2 separate regions of the Cyprinus carpio genome follow, and region 2 is linked to region 1. The links are chromatin contacts, called in public Hi-C maps. All regions are on one chromosome and are shown on one strand. Each heading gives the region's core, a stretch centred on a gene start, on an enhancer-like site or on the middle of the called end of the contact. The rest is flanking DNA. Distances are from core to core; before and after follow the strand shown. Region 1 holds the start of rab33a (ras-related protein Rab-33A). Region 2 holds the start of wfs1b (wolframin).

Evidence for each region. A called contact is a pair of places that touch in the nucleus more often than the background predicts.
Region 2: a contact with region 1 is called in a Hi-C map of red blood cells, with 2.8 times the contacts expected there. The contact joins the promoter of wfs1b here to the promoter of rab33a in region 1. A contact is called at or near these places in 2 of 8 Hi-C or Micro-C datasets (liver and red blood cells).

The regions. Positions count from the first base shown.
Region 1 is chrB14:3,061,298-3,064,777 of ASM1834038v1, reverse strand. rab33a (ras-related protein Rab-33A) reads right to left here and starts at 1,825. Exons shown (of 2, transcript XM_042737744.1): 1 at 1,427-1,825; 2 at 1-617. The coding sequence starts at 1,690. The coding sequence ends at 171. si:ch211-159i8.4 (matrix-remodeling-associated protein 5) reads right to left here. Exons shown (of 7, transcript XM_042737743.1): 7 at 3,157-3,480.
Region 2 is chrB14:3,197,906-3,201,167 of ASM1834038v1, reverse strand. wfs1b (wolframin) reads left to right here and starts at 1,992. Exons shown (of 9, transcript XM_042737748.1): 1 at 1,992-2,191; 2 at 3,229-3,262. The coding sequence starts at 3,236.

The sequences.
Region 1 (3,480 bases), core at 576-3,075:
TTTAGTGATGGTGTAATGAAGAAAAGAACATGAAAGATAACCACACACACACACACACACACACACAAAGAGAGTTCATGGAGCAGCTGTCATAAAGTAACTAAAATTAGTTGCAGGCACATTTTTGCATTGTGAATTATCAATGTTAATAATTTCACAGTTTAGGGTCCTCAACAAGGACAGTTACTCTTAGGGTCGGGCTGATGTTTCAGCCTCACTCTGCCGTCTTCTCTCTCCACGTCTCTGTAGATCAGGTACTTTTGGGCTTTTAGACGACACGCCAGGCACATGAAAATGGAGTCCACGTTCTGGCTCTCCTTGGGGTCTTTGGCTGATGTTTCAAACAGTAGCATGTTATGGGCATCTGCAAACTTGAGGGCAGTGTTGGAAGGGACCTGGATCTGGTCAACTAGGTCGCATTTGTTGCCCACCAGAACACGAGGCACCGAGGATGACACCCCGTGCCCGTTACACTCCTGAATCCAGGTCTTTAGGTTCTGGAATGAGGCCATTTTTGTGACGTCGTATACAAATACGACAGCATGCACATTGCGGTAGTAGTGCTCCACCATGCTCTTCCGAAAGCGCTCCTGGCCCGCTGTGTCCCATACTTGCACCTGTCAGAGTAGAACAAGACAAACGACAAATTTCAATGTTGAAGGGAAGTTAAAACGAGAAAACTGATGCATCAGAAAGAAATGGATTTGAAGGTCAATAAATAAATCTGCTTTGGACATCTTTAAAAAGCTATTTGTAATTCTGACTGTGATGTTAAATCCCAATAACTATGTGTCAAAGCTATGTGTTGAATTTTACTTCTATATTAAGAAACATTAAGATTTTCTGTTTTTGATTTAACAGATTATATATTAAAGGGTTAAATTAACTCAACTGACTGAATTAAATAACACACACACACACACACACACATATATATATATATAAACAAATAAATAATGTGTTATCTATGTCATATTATGCTCTTTTCAAATAAATGTGTTATCTTTATAATGTCATATTATGCTCTTTTCACCAGTCTATTATATTGTGTTGTATGAATACTAATAAATTAAAATATGAGACTATTGGTTTGGACTATTAGTTTCTAGATCGTCTAAGCTGCTCTAAACAGTTCAAAATCTTTTGAGAACCAGTTTGGACCAGGCAATGGACATCTTAGATCAAGAAAAAAATAAACTGTCGACATTATGACACGTATTTTGATTTGTCTTAAAAGAAACTACGCCTCTGATGCATCATGCGATCAGAAAGAGTCATTCATGTGATTACTCGTAATGTAAACATTGAGCTTCATCGCGATGCTGCTGTCTGTCACACTTCCACTGAAACACACACAAAACACAATCGTGATACAACGAGATATCGGCCTGGTCGTGACGAGACCAACCCCAACAATGAATCCCACCTTTATTTTCTCGCCCTCGATCTCCACGGCTTTCTCCCTGAAATCCACGCCGATGGTGGCTTCGGTCTTACAGGGAAAGGCTCCGCCGGTGAAGCGGAAGGTTAAACAGGTCTTGCCCACATTTGAGTCCCCGATGACAATGATTTTAAAGATCCGCGTCTGCACACTGTGATCTAGAGACGTGCTCAAGTCTAGAGACGACGTGAGGTTGGCATGGCGTGAGTTGGCAGTTCCTTCTCTGCTTTCTGGGAATTCATTTGCCATCACGGTGAAATGATGTACCGAGCCTGGTGTTCACTGGTCCGGCGGTGATGGTGGTGGTGATGGGGGAAGGGATGGCAAATCCACTCCCTTTGCAGATGCAGGGAGTTCACATAGACTGACAAGTGTATGCCGACTGATGCGTACTTTTAATGCATTTAAAAGTAGGCTAGTTAAAAATTAATAGTTTGTAAAAAAAAAAAAAAATTACTTTTGTATCGAATAATTGTGACAACATGGTTGCACTGGTTAAATTTAAAGGGATAGTTCACTCTAAAATTAAAATTCTGTCTTAATTTACTCTAATGCTGACTTGTTTGCTAGTATTGCAATGGAAAACGACAGGAAAAACACCCACAAAAATGTAAGTATCAAAGGAAAAAAAATAAAATAATGATAAACAGTAAGAGTAGGCTACATAGACATAAATATCATACATACATCTTATGTGTATAGAATAGTTTTAGATAGTTTGGTCTTAGAAGAAGTTAATAAGAAATGTTTTAATTCATATTGTGTTTTTTTTTTCATTCATTATTATTATTATTATTATTATTATTATTATTATATTTTTCTATGGGGATGCACAAATGCTATGCTATGCATATTGCTTAATTAAGTATCGTGGTGTCTTGTATTTAAAATGAAATACACACCAAATTCCAAAATGAATGTATGGCCTTTTGTTTGTCTAGTAATATTGTGCAATTGTGGCATTTTTTTAAAGGGTATATAATAGGGCTGTCAAATGATTAATCACGATTAATCACATCCAAAATAAAAGTTTTGTTTACATAATATATGTATGTGTACAGGGTATATTTATTATGTATATATAAATACACACACATAAATTATATATTTAGAAAATATTTACATGTATATACATTTATATATTTATATTCTTATATTTTATATTATATATAAATATATTTAATATATAAACATAACATATTCTTCTTAAATATATACATGCATGTGTGTGTATTTATATATACATAATAAATATACACAGTATACACACACATATTATGTAAACAAAACTTTTATTTTGGATGTGATTAATCATGATTAATCATTTGACAGCCCTAGTATATAACAAAAGACAATTAATATTCAGTAATATTATATATTATACACTATAAGATGAAAACTAAATTCAGGAATTGAGCTGGATAATGACACTAACTTTGCAATATCAACACTGTTATTGAACTGAATTGAATCAACACTGAAATTACTTGAGCTGAATAATTATACTGTTGCCTTCTATAAAGCTGCTTTCATAACTGATGTTGTTTCATAACTGATGATAAGTCGTTTCATAATTGATGAATTTTACAACATTAACGTTTTCCTGTTTTTGGTATGTTCCCATTATTGTGAAGCTGCTTGAACAATCTGTATTGTATAAAGCACTGTACAAATAAATGTGATTTGACTTGATATTAAAGACTAAAGACCAGAAATCAAATATTATTATTTATTTGCCCAGTGTGGCAGTAAGTGTCTTACATACTGTGTTATTGTCTTATTTATTTGGACAACTTCCACAATGCCAACATTTGTACCATACAAGGCCTCGTTCTGCTCTGACAAGGCTATTTTGTTCTAATCCACTGAAGAATGCAAGAAATTCAACAGGCCGAACATATCAGACAAATCACAGACATTCTGGAATGTTTTATGTAAAATTTATGTTAAAAAAAAAGGTTTTAAAAAATTATTCTGTTTAATCTGTGGAATATATAAATATGTACAAACCAATAATTTCATAAATTAAATACAGAATA
Region 2 (3,262 bases), core at 743-3,242, 140 kb before region 1:
CGCTTTCTAGTTATATAATGCATGGTGGAGTAATAATTTCATGCAGTTTTATGTATTTACAATTACAAACATGTTAGGCAAGGGCCATTGTGATGTGCTCTTATAAATGCTTGAGATTAGCACGGTCTGCTAAAATTTCCCGGTTTGCCTACATATAAGTTTATTACAAAAACAAAAATTAAAATACAATACAAAAAGGTGTAAAATTAAACTTTTATTTGTGTTATACATGTGTGTTTTGATTATTTTACTATTTAGTTATTTTTAAAATGTAAAATAGTAATAGAAATTGATGTTTCCTGTGTTTATTTACAGAGTGATATAAAAAGCACAATTCTATCTTCTTATGGTGATCTCAGGGTTATATGTATGAGAACATGTACATTTATGAAATGATGCTGCTGCTTGTTTTTAGCTGTCAATCCACTGATGCCATCTGTGCTGTATGTTCTTATGCAATGGTTTATAGCACCCGGTGATAAGCTGGTCTGTTCAATTCAAATCAAGCAAATAAAACAACATATATCTGAACAGAATGGAATGCAAGACTCAGTCCAATTTATTTTTTCTTTCTGATATTTATGCATTTAATGGAACAAAATATTTTCCACTTAAAATATTCAATTTCCTATTTCATGTATTCAGGTTGAAGTTATATTGAAACTCTGTTCCTTTAAAAACCTATCACACTGAATTGCATTGCCTTTTCAGGTCATTATGTTTAAATGATTTTTAAGTTTTATAGACATTTGGGTAGAACAAATACAAAATAAAAAAGAGAGCTCTAAATGAGCACTAATATGATTCATGGAAGAAGGCAAAATGTATTCCTAAAAATAGAGAAAAATATTTAATTTAATTTAATATTAATTATTTAATTCTGATTAAATTCAATAAATGTGTAATATTTTAATCCATAATATGTCCTTCATAACTTATACTAAAGTGTACTTCTCTGATCCCTCTTTGCATTGAGTGTACTTGTTTGTGACCAATTGTCACATCTAAGAATGAGATCCATAAAATCTCTTGTCTTTAATAGGGAGTGTTGCTCAACTTGTCTCTACAAAATCCCCCACAGGCCCTCAAGATTGTTAAGCTTGGGTGAAATACTGCACTTACAGAAGGTTTTTAACATTGGGAAAATGTATATAATCATTATCATGTTGAAGAAGAAAAAAAAAGAAGCCCAACAGGCACTTCTCACTGTAATATTCCCAAGTCCACTGTTTTTAAATCTCTGTTTTATGTTTCCTATATTTTCATACTGTACTGTATATTTGGTAGCTCTCTCCCAAGTGGTTTCACTGTTTCACAGCATTATACCTGAAAATTATTCCATAGGCTATGTAGCACTTTGATTCTGAAGAAAATGGCAAAGAATAACATACTTACCTGTTGATCAAAATCGCCTTTAACTTGCACTGGAAAATTTTCATTTATATTTCATAACTTTCAGGAGGGTGTACTCACTTTTGCAACACAATATTTTCCCCCTTAAATCTTATTTTCCTGAGTAATTTTGACATGCATCTTTTTGTTAATGATCAAGCAAACTTGCCTGGAACATTATATCTTACAGGATACTAGTAAGTCTTAAGTAAAAAGTAATGGCTGAATTTTTTTAACCTTCAGAAGGCGTTTATTTTTTGTTGAGTCTTGTAAATAGGCTTGCTTTCCCATATCTGCCACAAGCTTATTTATAATAATCTCGGTAATCTCATAATTAAAAAAATATATAAATATATAAATTGATTATTTTGCTGTATTTGGACATAACAAGTACCTCAATCTACTTGTTCTAGTCCAGAAACTTAACTGATTGAGGTCCTGATTGGCTATTATGCTTAGCATTATGATTACTAGATCAGTTTTCATTTCTCATGTGGTTGTGGGTCTTAAAATTAGGCAAAAATCAAGGACATTTATTTTTTTTAGTTTTAGGTCTTTTATTTTGAAAATCCAGAGCAACAGGAACTTGAATACGACAAAAACATTTTGCTCCAGTCAGTCAGTGGGGGAGGGTTTATTTAGTGAGCAGCATCTGGACGCTGGACGGGCCTCTGCTCTGTCCGTTCTGTGCTCATCACTTACATAAGTTACACTGTGTCTGGTGTCAGAATAGACTAAAGTTACCAGGGTTGTGCTGACAGCTCTGTCATACTTATGATGGAGTGATAGAGAAGCTCAGGTAAGAAAAAATAAGCGACAGAAATGCAGTCGGTGATTGAAGACTCGCGGTGTGAAGTCAAGTCAAGTCACATTTATTATACAGCGATTTTAACAATACAGATTGTGTCAAAGCAACTGTACAGCATTAATTAGGAAAATAGTGTGTCAATAACGCAAAATGACAATAGTAAACACTAATTTTTCAGTTAAAGGCAGTTCATCATTGAATTCAGTGATGTCATTTCATTTATGTAATGTTACTGTATGTCTGTGAAGAGTATTCACGGACATACAGAAAAATCTGCGTTTGGAAGTATTTCTGTTTGCTCCTCTGTGCTCGTTGATCATTTTTGTTTGAGTGTAACTTTACTTTCTGTTCCGCCGGTCAGTAGTGAAGGTGACATGGCTGAGCAATGACAAAATGACAGCTCAGCCTTTTCGCAAGCAGTGTACAAAATACACTGTTTCCAAACCATTACCATGGTAACATCCATGGCTTTCATTGTATAGTTTCCATGAAATTCAGTAGTAGTTGGGTCAACTAATGTTAAACCATAATAAATTAATGTGGTATCTCACCAAGAATCAGAATTCAGAATTCCTTTGTTGTTTTTTATGATGACAGTACTCGCTAAGTTTCGTAATAGCCATAATAGTGACAGTATGGTATTGTAGTGGAATCAATAGTTACCATAGCATACTTTTAAATTAAATTAAATTAATGTGTGACTTTGCTTTTTATGTGATAAAATCTCCTTTTAACATACTAATACATACTAATTAGAAATAAAAATAAAATACAACTTAATGTAATTTAAGTTTTGTGGTATATTTTAAGTATATTTTTCATTATATATTACTTTATGTATTGTTATATGATATTTCCTCCTGTCTTATGTTTTGTGGTTTATTTTAATTTTATTTTTGTTTTTTTATTACTTTATGTATTGTTATATGATATTAACTGATGTATATTACTTTATGTATTGTTATATGATATTTCCTCCTGTCTTTTGATAAGATATTGTAATGAATTTTGTGTCTTTTTGTTTTAAGCTTAGAAATGGATGCCTCTCTTCTTAAATCTCCA